Regions from separate parts of the Sus scrofa genome. Here region 2 is linked to region 1. A link is a contact called in public promoter capture Hi-C data. All regions are on one chromosome and are shown on one strand. Each heading gives the region's core, a stretch centred on a gene start, on an enhancer-like site or on the middle of the called end of the contact. The rest is flanking DNA. Distances are from core to core; before and after follow the strand shown. Region 1 holds the start of ZMAT1 (zinc finger matrin-type protein 1). Region 2 holds the start of GPRASP1 (G-protein coupled receptor-associated sorting protein 1).

Region 1 (6,305 bases), core at 2,459-4,958:
TAGCTGGATGCTTCTAGCCCAGAGTCTCCCACAAGAATGCAATTAAAGTATAATCTACAGCTTCTGTCATCTTAAGGATCAATTGGATGAGAACCCACTTCTAAGCTCTCATTTACATTTTTTGGCAGGCCTCAGGGCCTCACTGGTTGCTGGCCAGAGACACTGGTTCCTTGACATGTGGGCAACACACAGCATAGTGACTGGCTTTCCTTAGAGTGAGCATAAAAGAGTACCTCAAATGAAGCCATAGCCTATTGTAACTAATCTCAGAAGTGGCATCCCATCACTTCACAAGTATTCTATTCAGTAGATGCAGCTAATCCCAGCCAGCATTCAGGGATAAGTGATTACAAAAGGGCATGAATAGAGTTATTCCCTTTTCCTGGGTCTCTCCCATGTATACATGTTATTAAGCTTTCATTTTCTCCTGTTTAAAAAAAAGGCATGAATACAGAGATGTGGATCACTGAGTGTCTTCTTGAAGGCTGCCTACCACATCATTTGCCCATCTGTTATATATCACAAGAATTAGCCCCATATAATTTGAAAATATTTACTGTAGCTTCTTCAGACATGCTTTGCTGATTTTGTGCCACAAAGATGTTTTTAATTACAATACTATTTTAATTTAAAAATAATACAATTCACTATAAAAAAAACATAATCAGTATATTGGAGAGCATCAATTTCCCAGATACATTGAGAAAAGCTCTAGAGTAATTCCAGCTTTAACTACCGAGCAAGGATTTGCAAAGAAGTTTCCCTTTTACTTAACCATCTCCTAACTTAGTATGGTCTGATCTGAATTATGGACTTAATAACATGTAACTTTAATAAATGTTAAAATTAAAGGAGACACAATTTAGAGTTCCATTTGTTTACATTAGCTTTAAAAACATTAATATCCTACTCTCCAGACCATCTTTTCCAGAGGAAACACCTATTCTTCTGACTGAGCCTCTGTCTGCCACCTTAAAAACCAGTCAATTCATATGGTCCCCCTACCCAGGTCTCTTGACCCCATGGACAAGATTTCACTTTCTCCATCATCATCATCATCATCACCATCACCACCACCACCACCACCACCACCACCACCACCACCAAGATTGGCTGCTGAGGAATGAGCATCTATGAGGAAGTGTAAAATGACCAGTCCATAACCCTGGTGGCCCATCATGCACATATTGGGTCACTGAGTATATACAATGTTTCTCAACCTTCTTTCATTATCGTCTACTTTATGGAGACTTTTATACACTTTTTTCTCCCGAATCATTGCCCCATCCATTGAATGTGATATTAATACCAGGGGTGTGGTGTATATCTGTTTGTGCACCTTGATCTTTCAGAGGACAAAAAAACAAAGTGCTACCTAAAATCTCTTCACCCTTAAAAATCAATTTTCAGTTCCTCGGGGGAGATGTTGCCTCTGTTAAGAAGGTATGGCTGGAGTTCCCTTCGTGACGCAGCGAAAATGAATCCAACTAGGAACCATGAGACTCGGATCCCACGTTGCTGTGGCTGTGGCATAGGCCGGCAGCAGTAGCTCCAATTAGACCCCTAGCCTGGGAACCTCCATATGCTGCATGTGCAGCCCTAAAAAGGCAAAAAAAAAAAAAAAAAAAAAAAGAGTGTATGGCATATTATGGAATGGATGGTGTGTATAGGGAACTCTACTCTGTATTCTGTAATAACCTATATGGGAAAAGAATCTGAAAAAAGTTGATATATATATATATGTGTGTATGTATAACTGAATCACTTTGTTGTACAGCAGAAATTGTTACAACATTGTAAACAACTATAATTCGATAAAACTTAAAAAATAATCCATGGCGGAGTTCCTGTCGTGGAGCAGTGGTTAACGGATCCGACTAGGAACCATGAGGTTGCGGGTTTGGTCCCTGCCCTTGCTCAGTGGGTTAACGATCCAGCGTTGCCGTGAGCTGTGGTGTAGGTTGCAGACGCGGCTCGGATCCCGAGTTGCTGTGGCTCTGGCGTAGGCCGGAGGCTACAGCTCCGATTGGACCCCTAGCCTGGGAACCTCCATATGCCGCGGGAGCGGCTCTAGAAATGGCAAAAAGACAAAAAAATAAAATAAATAAATAAATAATAATAATAATCCATGGTATATTGTGATAAGGGCAAAAGCTGAGCCCCACTTTTTTGATCTGTCTATATTTATAGTGAATAGACTTTTAGTGAACATTTCTCAAATAAGCATTTTGGAAAAATTACTGATCCTGGTTCTCTGAAATTATTGTTTAAAAAACACTATTAGATAACAAATGGCATGGCTTTACTAACAACACAAACATATTTTAAACTTTGAGACTTTTGTAAAAGTTGCACTGGAATTAAATTGGTTTTCCAAATGCATTCTTTTTGTTCACATGGTAGTTCGTTTCACTGACACCTATGTATAACTATTCAGAAATATAACAGCTATCAATGAAATCTCAAGAAGGACCGCACTCATCCCTGCAAAAGAAAGTTAGTGACCTTAAGGGCAGCAAAAGTAAAAAGTCGGGAGCGGATGTGAATCCATAGAGAGCCAAACGCTAAGTTCTCCGTTCCTGTCCAAAACTGAAAGTTGCTTGAACACTAAGTTGTGAACCTCATTTTGCCCCTAACTTCATGGGTGATTCTGGAATACTTGTTTTACCTCTGTTAGCCTGTACATGGTCATCTGTAAAGGAGACCTATGATGTCTTTCTTACAGAACTGTTGTGAGGTACAAATGGGAAATCCTGTATAGAGTGTACAGCATGTAGTAGGACTTGAACAAATGTAAATCTTGGCTCATCTTTCTCCTCTCACCCAGAGAAAAAAATGACTTTGATCTAAACCAAAGTTTAACTGCCATAGAGACCACCTGAAAATGTAACAGCAAGAAGTAAAATGTGTAGAATGGGAGTTCCCATCATGGTGCAGCAGAAACGAATCTGACTAGGAACCATGAGGTTGCAGGTTCGATCCCTGGCCTTGCTTAGTGGGTTAAGGATCTGGCATTGTTGTGAGCTGTGGTATAGGTCGCAGACGTGGCTCGGATTTGGCACTGCTGTGGCTCTGGCCTAGGCCAGCAGTTGTAGCTCCGATTAGACCCCTAGCCTGGGAGCCTCCATATGCCACAGGTGTGGCCCTAAAAAGACAAAAAAAAATGTGTAGAATGAAGTTTGGGAACCATTTCTGTCAGGCAGGATGAATTTTCTGAAGTATTTGTGGCAAGAGAAGATCATCAACCATTTTTTGATATTTCTACATCATTCAGTCACATAATTATAGTGTCTTAGTATTCTGCCACAGATAAACTAACTGCTTAGCATGGCTTGTGATTTTACAGGTTCATCCTGTGAGGACTAGCTCATCTCCAAGAATCCTAGGATACTTCCTTGGGTCTCTGCACATTGAAAATACTACTCTACTGTCTCTTTAGAACAAACAAAATTCCTTACAGCAGGGACACGGTCTGTTCCACCAAACCAGGCAGAATTCCGCCAATTGCCTGGACGCCAGTCTAGGTCTTCTAATTAGAATGCTTTCTCATGTTGCCGCCTGAAGAGCGAAGGCGTTTTGCTTTCAAGCGAAAAGCCAGGTGGGTGGAGTGTGTAGTAGCATTTCCGGTGTGTGGGGGGGGGACTGGCCAGCGCATCGCGGTTGCCATAGAAACATGACGTCAATATGGCGACCGACCGTGACGACTTTTCTATAGAGACAGACGTGGCCTGACAAGAAAAATCAGGTCCCGCCTTCAGGTGTTCAGGACTCAGTTGAGGGTGTGGGTCCCCGCGGTGGGGGCTGAATAGCCCTGGGGTGTGGGGAGACAAAGGGATCCAAGTCGTGCCTTTCCAGCTTTGGGAATCGGTGCCTGGGCTGTCTGGTGAGGCAGAGAGATGGGCCCTTGGGGTGTTTCCCCCCCTCCCCCGCCCCGGCCCCAGTGAGTGTGGTGTCCTGCTCCCGGGGTGTCCTGAACTATTTTCCTTTTAAAAATAGGGTCTAGGGAGGATAAGGCAAAGTCTTGGGTAGTGAGAGAGAGGGAGAGAGCATATGCGTATATGTGTGTGCCTGTGTCCTGTTCAGTTCCTGGCACATATTAGGCACCAAATTGGGTTACTGTTTTTTTTCTCAGCTTTCCTTGGCCAGCTTGGTTACCACGGTGGCTCGGTGACTGCTGTGGGATTTAGTGCAGACAGATCATACTTTTTTGAAAAAATTCTTGGCTGAGTCATTTGTTACTATGATAGTTGTCAAGTGTTACTTTTCTAATTCATAACTTCCAGTTTTATTAGTTGGCATTTGACTGTAGGGTAGAGCTTTCCTCTCTCCTTTATTTATATATTTATCCATGTGTTTATTTACGTCAGTATGACTCACAGATTCCTACTTTGCTCAAAGTGTTACCTTTTTTACATCTGTTACTATTATTTGTATTTTGATGCTCAAATTGTCACAGAATTGGCCAGTGTTAGTCCCTTCAAGTTGGCTTCTAGGTCCATTGACACCTCCCTAGAATTTTTTGATCAGGTACTTTGTTCTCAGAGCCCAACAGTCTCCCAGTCTGTAGAAAGGAAGTAATGATACCCACCCCAGAGAATTGCTTTGAGGATTTGAAGAGAAAAAGTCCAAAAAATTACAACCTATCCTGTGTGGCATCTAGCGGGGCCTCAAAATGTTAGTTTTCTGTTCCAACTTTACCTCCTTCACTCTGTCAATGTGATGCCTCAGACATTAACATAATAGCATGACCTTCAGGGTGACTACTGAGGAGTGTAACACAAGCAGGGATAAGCACATGTCCATGACACATGAGCTTCAGTATCACAGCTGTGTGTGGAGGGGGAAGAGGCAAAGCGTCACTGCACAGTGTCCAGTGAACTGAGAGGGGACAGACAGAGCCTCCTCGCCCCTTCCCCTGTATGTCATGTGCTTTCCCTTCTTCTTACGTTCCTCTCTATTCCATGTGCTGTCTTATCCCCTTCCCTTCTACTGAAGGATCAGAGAAGGGTGTGGACTCTGAGCCCCAGGGGAAAGAGCCAATAGAAAAGAACCAAGTATGATGTTGAGTCTACTAGACAGGTTCCTAGAGCAGGAGTGAGGAAATTGGGCCCCATCATTGGGACACTTTAGGTAAGTCCCCACCCTTCCCGCCATTGTCTTCTATACAACAGGGTAACAGTACTCAGTGCTCCAGACCACCCAGGAATATTGTGGAGTTTTTGTGGTCCTGTGTGGAAAAACAATTTGTGCTCCTAGGTGAGAAGGGAGGGCCAGTGCACTGGAGGTAGGACAGAATGGACCTGTAATGCCTGTGTGTTTGCAGGAGGTTAATATGAGGATAAGGCAAGATCCAGGATGAGCCCTCGGCTTTTTGTTCAGCTACATACAGAAATGGTGGTGTGTTTCCCTAAGATCAGTTGTTCTAACTGCCTTGAGACGTCTTCATGATAATTAGTTAGGTATCCAACAGTGGTTATAGTGAAAGTTAGTGATGTACAAAATCTATCCTTCAGTGAATAGGATTCAGTTGTTAGATCATTAAGTAAAGACACATACAAACTCAAACTATCATAATGATAAAAATCTCAACTTGTATTTCTTTTAAAAAAAACCTAGATTTATTGAGTTGTTACTGTATGTCTAGCACTGTTCTAAGATTTTTCATGTGTTAATTAATTCTCAAAGCAACAACCCATGAGGTACAGATGATTGTTTTTTTGACCATTTTACAGAAAAGTCAGTGAGAGACTTTTACTCTCCCAAGATCACAGAGTACAGTATAACAGCATCTCTGCACTTGAATTTTTATTTTTTATTTTTTTCCAAAGACATTTCAAACATCTTTTCTATGAAACCTTTTTCTTTTTTTTTTTTTTTTTTTTTTTTGTCTTTTTGCTATTTCTTTGGGCCGCTCCCACGGCATATGGAGTTTCCCAGGCTAGGGGTCGAATCGGAGCTGTAGCCCCCGGCCTACACCAGAGCCACAGCAACTCGGGATCCGAGCCGCGTCTGCTACACCACAGCTCACAGCAACGCCGGATCGTTAACCCACTGAACAAAGGCAGGGACCGAACCCACAACCTCATGGTTCCTAGTCGGATTCGTTAACCACTGCGCCACGACGGGAACTCCTGCACTTGAATTTTTAAAATAATGTGATTCTTGAACATGTATCCTTGTAAAAAACCAAAACACAAAGCAATATTGTTTAAATGTTTTTTTTCTTCTACAGTCAGTACCATATAATCTTGGTTTTGCAGATGAGACAATTGAGTGACTAAAGGGTGAAGGAAGAGTATTCAAAC
Region 2 (5,984 bases), core at 1,193-3,692, 210 kb before region 1:
GGTGGTGGTCTTCAGCCACTCCAAGGCCACCAGATCTGCCACTGAAGTTGGACCTAGGGGTGGAGGAAGGAAATGGGGCTTTGAGTCTTTTCCATTTTTTTTTCTCATGTTGATAGCACAGAGAGACAGGGAAACATGGAAATTCAGTGCTAAGTGGAAAAGGTAGATAATTAGCAAACTCTCTCCCCCTTCATTTTATGCTCCCTACTATTGCAGGTACAATTGATCTTTTTTCCAGACACAAAATAGGAGTATGGAGAGTGGAAAAGCTGGATGGGAGTGAGAGAGACTTTAGAATCCCTCTTCTGGTTCTTTACCACTACTGTACCCAAGCAGATCTCCACTACCTCATCCTACAGGTCTACTGAGGAAGTCTCACACTCACACTAACCCGCACTAATCTGGAGTAATACTTCCTTCCTTTCCTTGCTTTCAGTGATGACACGTCCTAGAGCAGACCTAAAGGCAGATCTATGGACAAATAAACAGAAAGATATGGAAACTGATCTCTTGGTAGACTGACCTTGATCCCCCGTCCCTATGTTTGTATTTGTCTAGCGTTTCCCTCCTTCGAGTCCCTTCCCACATTGCCTTGCTTCATGATTGCTCCTCTTCCCTGTTTCAGGCCGTTTCCCTCTTCATTGACTGCACTGGCTCTTGCCTATTTCAGAACTGGGCTAGGATGAAGCACAAAAATAGGAAAACCAAGTGGAAGTAATAAAGCAGATATTACCTTTCTATATGCCCAAGACTTAAGAAGACTCCCAACTAAATCAGCAAAGGACCAAACGGGTTAGTAAACTGCCAAAACAGAAGACATAGCGTTCTCTAGTATCCATCACTCTCCCCTCACAACAATCTAAAGAGATACAAGACATATTTCTCTTCTTCATTATTTCAAGTCAGGTTAACCATTTATAAACCTTCATAACAATTGAGAGTTCCAAACACCCAAGGATAGATCTACACACAGAGATGCACAAATGTAGAGATAAAAAGAGACACAGGAGACAATGGGAGTCCTTGGTAGAGAGCAGCACCTAGGACACTGATTCTTTCTGGATAGAGGTACCGGACTGCCAAAAATTTCTATCTCCTTTTCTTCCTCCCCTCTGCCAAATCTCCAAGCTCCTCTGCTCCATTCTCAAAGTCTGACAATTCCCCTGCAGAGACAACTGAGACATTCCTCCAAGATAGTGGTGTTAGTAAGGGTAGAATGCTCAGAAAAACCATGGAAGCTGGCTGAGAAATCAATGAAAAGTATTATTTCTAAATTTCATCTAAGTTCTTGTGTTTCTTTCTCCTCCCCAAAGCCTACCATTGAAAATACGGTGCGACTAAGGGAGGCCTGTTTGGAAAGCTGGCAGAAAGAAGATCTGGAGCTTCCCCAAGACCCCTATCTGCTCTAGTCTTAACCATCCAAGCACTGCCCACTCTACAGAAATTAGGCCAAATTCCTTTTTCCTTTCCCCTTTCTTTTGAAGTTCGCTGACCCCTACAGATCTTTACAGAAACGTAGAGTACCGCAAATGTAGCAAGAAACCTACAGATATAAACGCATGATACACACTCAAAGGACCAAATGAGAAGACAGCAGGAGAGACTTGGTTATTAACGGTTAGCCTAGTAGCCAGGACAAGAGGCTCTTTTCTAATCCAGGGCCTTGATTATCAAACACAACCTCTTTATACACTTTTCCCTCTCAGGGGTCCCCAGACAACTGCTCTTGCCCACAGCAGCAGCCCCCTCCTCCTCCTAATATAATCCGCCATTTCTCCACTAGAAGCCGCTAACTACACTCTTTTCCTTCCCCAAACATGGTCGGAGGTGGGGCGACTGTCTGGAGATCAAGCTAGCATGAGGTAGATTTTAACTGATCGTTGGATGCCATTCAAATGACCCTCGTCCCTCTCTCCCTCTCACCGCCCGCACCCCATGACCAGGTCACATCTCCCACATTCACCTCTAACACCCACAGCCACACTCCCAAGCGATGCCTGCCTTCTCACTGACCTGCTCTGCTTGGATCAGAAGCAGTTTTCTCATTCCCTTGCCTCGAGAGATGCCGAGCCCTAAGAAAGAAGGTCAGACAGTCAGACGGACGCAAGAACACGAGACAATGGCGGCGACTATGTTTGGGGATGGGCCCTGCACCTGGGATTCAGGACGAGATACCTGCTTTATCAGATGAAGGGCCGTAACTGCAAAGAACTGTCACGTTTGGGTATTTCCTTCTTCTTCCCGTCCCCAGGACGCCTCAGCGACCCGCTCCTAGTGACTCTTTAACAGCTACCTTTCCCTCCGCAGACTTTGTCTCGCCACGTCCACTGAACCAAAACCGACAGCGGGCGCCGCGGAGGAGGAGTTTCAGGGGATCCGGCCTCACGGAAGCGGAGTGATACCGCGCTTTGCTTAGTGCCGCTCCTTCCTCTGCCGGCGAGCTCCGCCCCTCCCACCCGGGCTGTTCGGTGTGCTGGGTGGGCGGGGGCGGGGTCTGCATTTAGGAAAAACAGGGCTGGACGAGGAGACACAGACTAAAACCAAAGGGTCTCATGTTAAGTTTACCTCTCTCTGGAGTTCCCCGCTCCGCCCCAGGATACAATCTTTCCCTCTGAACTGAAATGTTGCCGGTTTCGGGAGTTGACGTCAGTGAATCAGCTCTGGCCTAATAAGGCGGACGGATACCAAAATGTAGTTTTTACACATTTCTCCCCTCCTGAGCCCTAGATCTGCAGGGGTGGGTGAGTGGGTTGCGGTAGGGGTCGGGGTAAGAAGGTTGGGGAAAAGGTTTGAGACAGAGAGGCTGAAAAGTGAAAGGAAGATAAATTCTCATCCTCTCTAAAATCTGTGTGTCCCCTCTGTGAGAGAGTCCCCTCCAAGCCGCCCCTCCCAGCACTCATTTTTTGGAAGGAATGGGCAGGACCTGAGCGGGGCGTCTGGAAAGCTGCTCAAGTTGGACTTGTTGATCAATACCAAATGCTTTAGTCTTCTCTTGTTCTTCTTTAAGTCTCTCGCCCTTACTCTCTCTTGCACAAAAATGGTCTAAGTTAAGGTGAGAAAGCAGAGATGCATGGAGTGAAGCTTATTAATATCACACTACTCTGGTGTGTACATACGCTATTTTTATGCTTCCGCCTCTCCTGATGCCCGCGATATTTTATGCACCTAGATACTTTGGAAAACAACTCTGTACTCATGGAAGAGGATTAATACTCAAGTATATTTGTACTCCTGAACCACTTCCCTCCTCCAGCTCCCACCCCTCCCCTTCATCCCACTGTATGGTTTCCTTATTTGTCACCTGAAAAGGAAGATGAAGTGGAAGAGAGTTAAGAAAGCAGAACTAAAGTGAGAACAGATTAAATGCCAAACCATCTGGTTATGGGCCCTTTTTAGGCCTGACCCACCATATTTCCTGCATAACGTGTCTGGTGAGGTAGAGGAAACATCAGGAAAGCAGGCTGGGAGGGGAGAGGCTATTTGAGGCCAGATGGTGCCAGGGTTCTGGGGCAGCCCTCCCCAATTCTGCTTCCCACCTTCAGGGGCCAAAGTCTGGAGGAAGGTGGGAGGGGGCGCCCAGGGAGGCCCATCCACTGCCCATCTTCTGAAGGAAGGCAGCCCTAGCTCTCTGGCCTGAGGACACAACCACTTGTCTGCACCAGTGGCCTCATTCTTTCTGCCACATTGTTGTTTTCTCATTACCACTGGTAACGCACTTTGCCATTTTTCTGTCCTCCCAGTTGCTCTAAGAGGACCTTTCCCTGTCAGGACCGACCCCCACCTGCTCAGACAATTCTCCCTCTCTGTCACCTCAGAGTCAGGTGTTAGATCCAGGTAGGGTCACACTCCTGGCTCCTCTTCTATTGTCCTAGAGAAAAGGGACACTACCTATGCACTCTCAAGGCAGATCCTAGCTGCTTTCCTGACTCCTATTTTCACTACTACATCCAGCCTAATGAATGTATATACTCATTCTTCCTGAATATAGAAAAAATTTTGATTTTCCTTTGAAGGTTGAAAGAAGTGAGAGGGCATTGAGTCATCAAGGGTACCTTCTATTGTTTGCAGATCAATGCTTGTCTCTAAGTTTCTCTGTCTTTGATGTTTGTAACCTCAAGGCTTAGCCTAGAGGGCTAAGCCACACTGAAGATGCCACACTGAAGATGCTCTCTCTATAATTTTTCAGTGGAGGAAGCTGAAAATATATTTTGGAAAGAAACTTGGAGTATCTCAATATCACATATTGCAATGAACATTTGGGGGGACACATGTAATTTGGACTTAATAGAAGTTTGTTTTTCCTTTTCTGTCTTTTTTTCATGCTTGAACCTATGCCTTACTAAGCTCTTTACTATATGGCAGCGCCTGTAAATTCATAAAGAAAAGACCAATGACCAACAACCCAGTAGAAAAAGTAGACAAATATATGAACAAATTGTTCCTAAAGACAAATCAACATTTCTTAAATATATGAGAAAATGTTTCATCTCACTGATGACAGAAGTGCAAATTATCATTACAATGATACATTGTTTCTCATCAATCTGGCAAAAAACAAAAAGTATGAAAACAAATTGTATTGGAGAAGAGATGGGAAAACTGGCATTCTTTTTAAAAATTTGTTTCATTGATGTGTAGTTGATTTAAAATGTCATGTTAATTCTACTGTAGAACAAAGTGATTCAGTTATGCATATATATAAATTCTTTTTCATATTCTTTTCCATATAGTTTATCACAGATATTGAATATAGTTCCCTGAGCTATAGAGTAGGACCTTGTTTATCCATTCTATATACATTAGTTTGCATTTGCTAATCCTATACTATCAATCCATCCCTACTCCATGCTCCTTCCCCTTGGCAACCATAAGTCTGTTTCCTACGTTGTGAGTCTGTTTCTGTTTTGTATATAGGTTTATTTGTGCCATATTTTAGATTCCACGAGTGATATCATATGGTATTTGTATTTCTCTTCTGACTTACTTAGTATGATAATCTATGGTTGCATCCATGTTGCTGCAAATGGCATTATTTCATTCTTTTTTATAGCTGAGTAGTATTCTACATATGTACCACATTTTCTCAATCTATTCATCTGTTGATGGGCATTTAGATTGTTTCCATGTCTTGGCTATTGTGAATAGTGCTGCTATGAACATAGGGATGCATGTATCTTTTTGAATTATAGATTTTTTGGATATAAGCCAAGGAGCGGGATTGCTAGATCATATGATAGTTCTATTTTTAGTTTTTTGAGGAACCTCCATATTGTTTTCCACAGTGGTTGTAACAATTTACATTCCTACCAACAGTGTAAGAAGGTTCCCTTTTCTCCACACCCCTCCAGCATTTGTTGTTCGTAGACTTTTTGATGATGGCCATTCTGGCTGGTGTAAAGTGGTACCTCATAGTAGTTTTGATTTTCATCTCTCTAATAGTGGTGTTAAGCATCTTTTCATGTGTTTTTTGACCATCTGTATGTCGTCTTTGAAGAAATGTCTATTTATAACTCCTGCCCATTTTGTGATTGGGTTGTTTGATATTGAGCTACATGAATTACTTATATATTTTGGAGATTAATCCCTTGTCAGTTGCTTAATTTGCAAATACTTTCTTCCATTCTCTGGGTTTTATTTTCGTTTTGTTTATGGTTTATTTTATTTTGCTGTGCAAAAACTTTTAAGTTTAATTAGGTCCAATTTGTTTATTTTTGCTTTTATATCTATTGCCTTGGGGGACTGACCTAAGAAAACATCGGTACGATTTATGTCCAAGAATGTTTTGCCTATATTCTCTTTTATGAGTTTTATGTTGTCATGTCTTATGTTTAAGTCTTTAAGCCATTATGAGTTTGTTTTTGTATGTGGTGTGAGGGTGTGTTCTAACTTTATTGATTTGCATGCAGGTGTCCAAATTTCCCAGTACCACTTGCTGAAGAGATTGTCCTTTCTCAAATGTATATTCTTGCCTCCTTTGTCAAAGA

What was found. Promoter capture Hi-C pulls out the DNA fragments that hold promoters and counts their contacts.
Region 2: a promoter capture Hi-C map of liver shows a contact between it and region 1, with 4 times the contacts expected there. The contact joins the promoter of GPRASP1 here to the promoter of ZMAT1 in region 1. A contact is called at or near these places in 2 of 5 promoter capture datasets (liver and skeletal muscle) and 1 of 2 datasets of contacts at active chromatin or transcription factors (skeletal muscle).

The regions. Positions count from the first base shown.
Region 1 is chrX:83,556,650-83,562,954 of Sscrofa11.1, reverse strand. ZMAT1 (zinc finger matrin-type protein 1) reads left to right here and starts at 3,708. Exons shown (of 10, transcript XM_021079802.1): 1 at 3,708-3,883.
Region 2 is chrX:83,761,668-83,767,651 of Sscrofa11.1, reverse strand. GPRASP1 (G-protein coupled receptor-associated sorting protein 1) reads right to left here and starts at 2,442. Exons shown (of 11, transcript XM_021079932.1): 1 at 2,294-2,442; 2 at 2,014-2,072; 3 at 524-677; 4 at 1-53. It overlaps ARMCX5 (armadillo repeat-containing X-linked protein 5), which reads right to left. Exons shown (of 5, transcript XM_021079854.1): 3 at 2,294-2,515.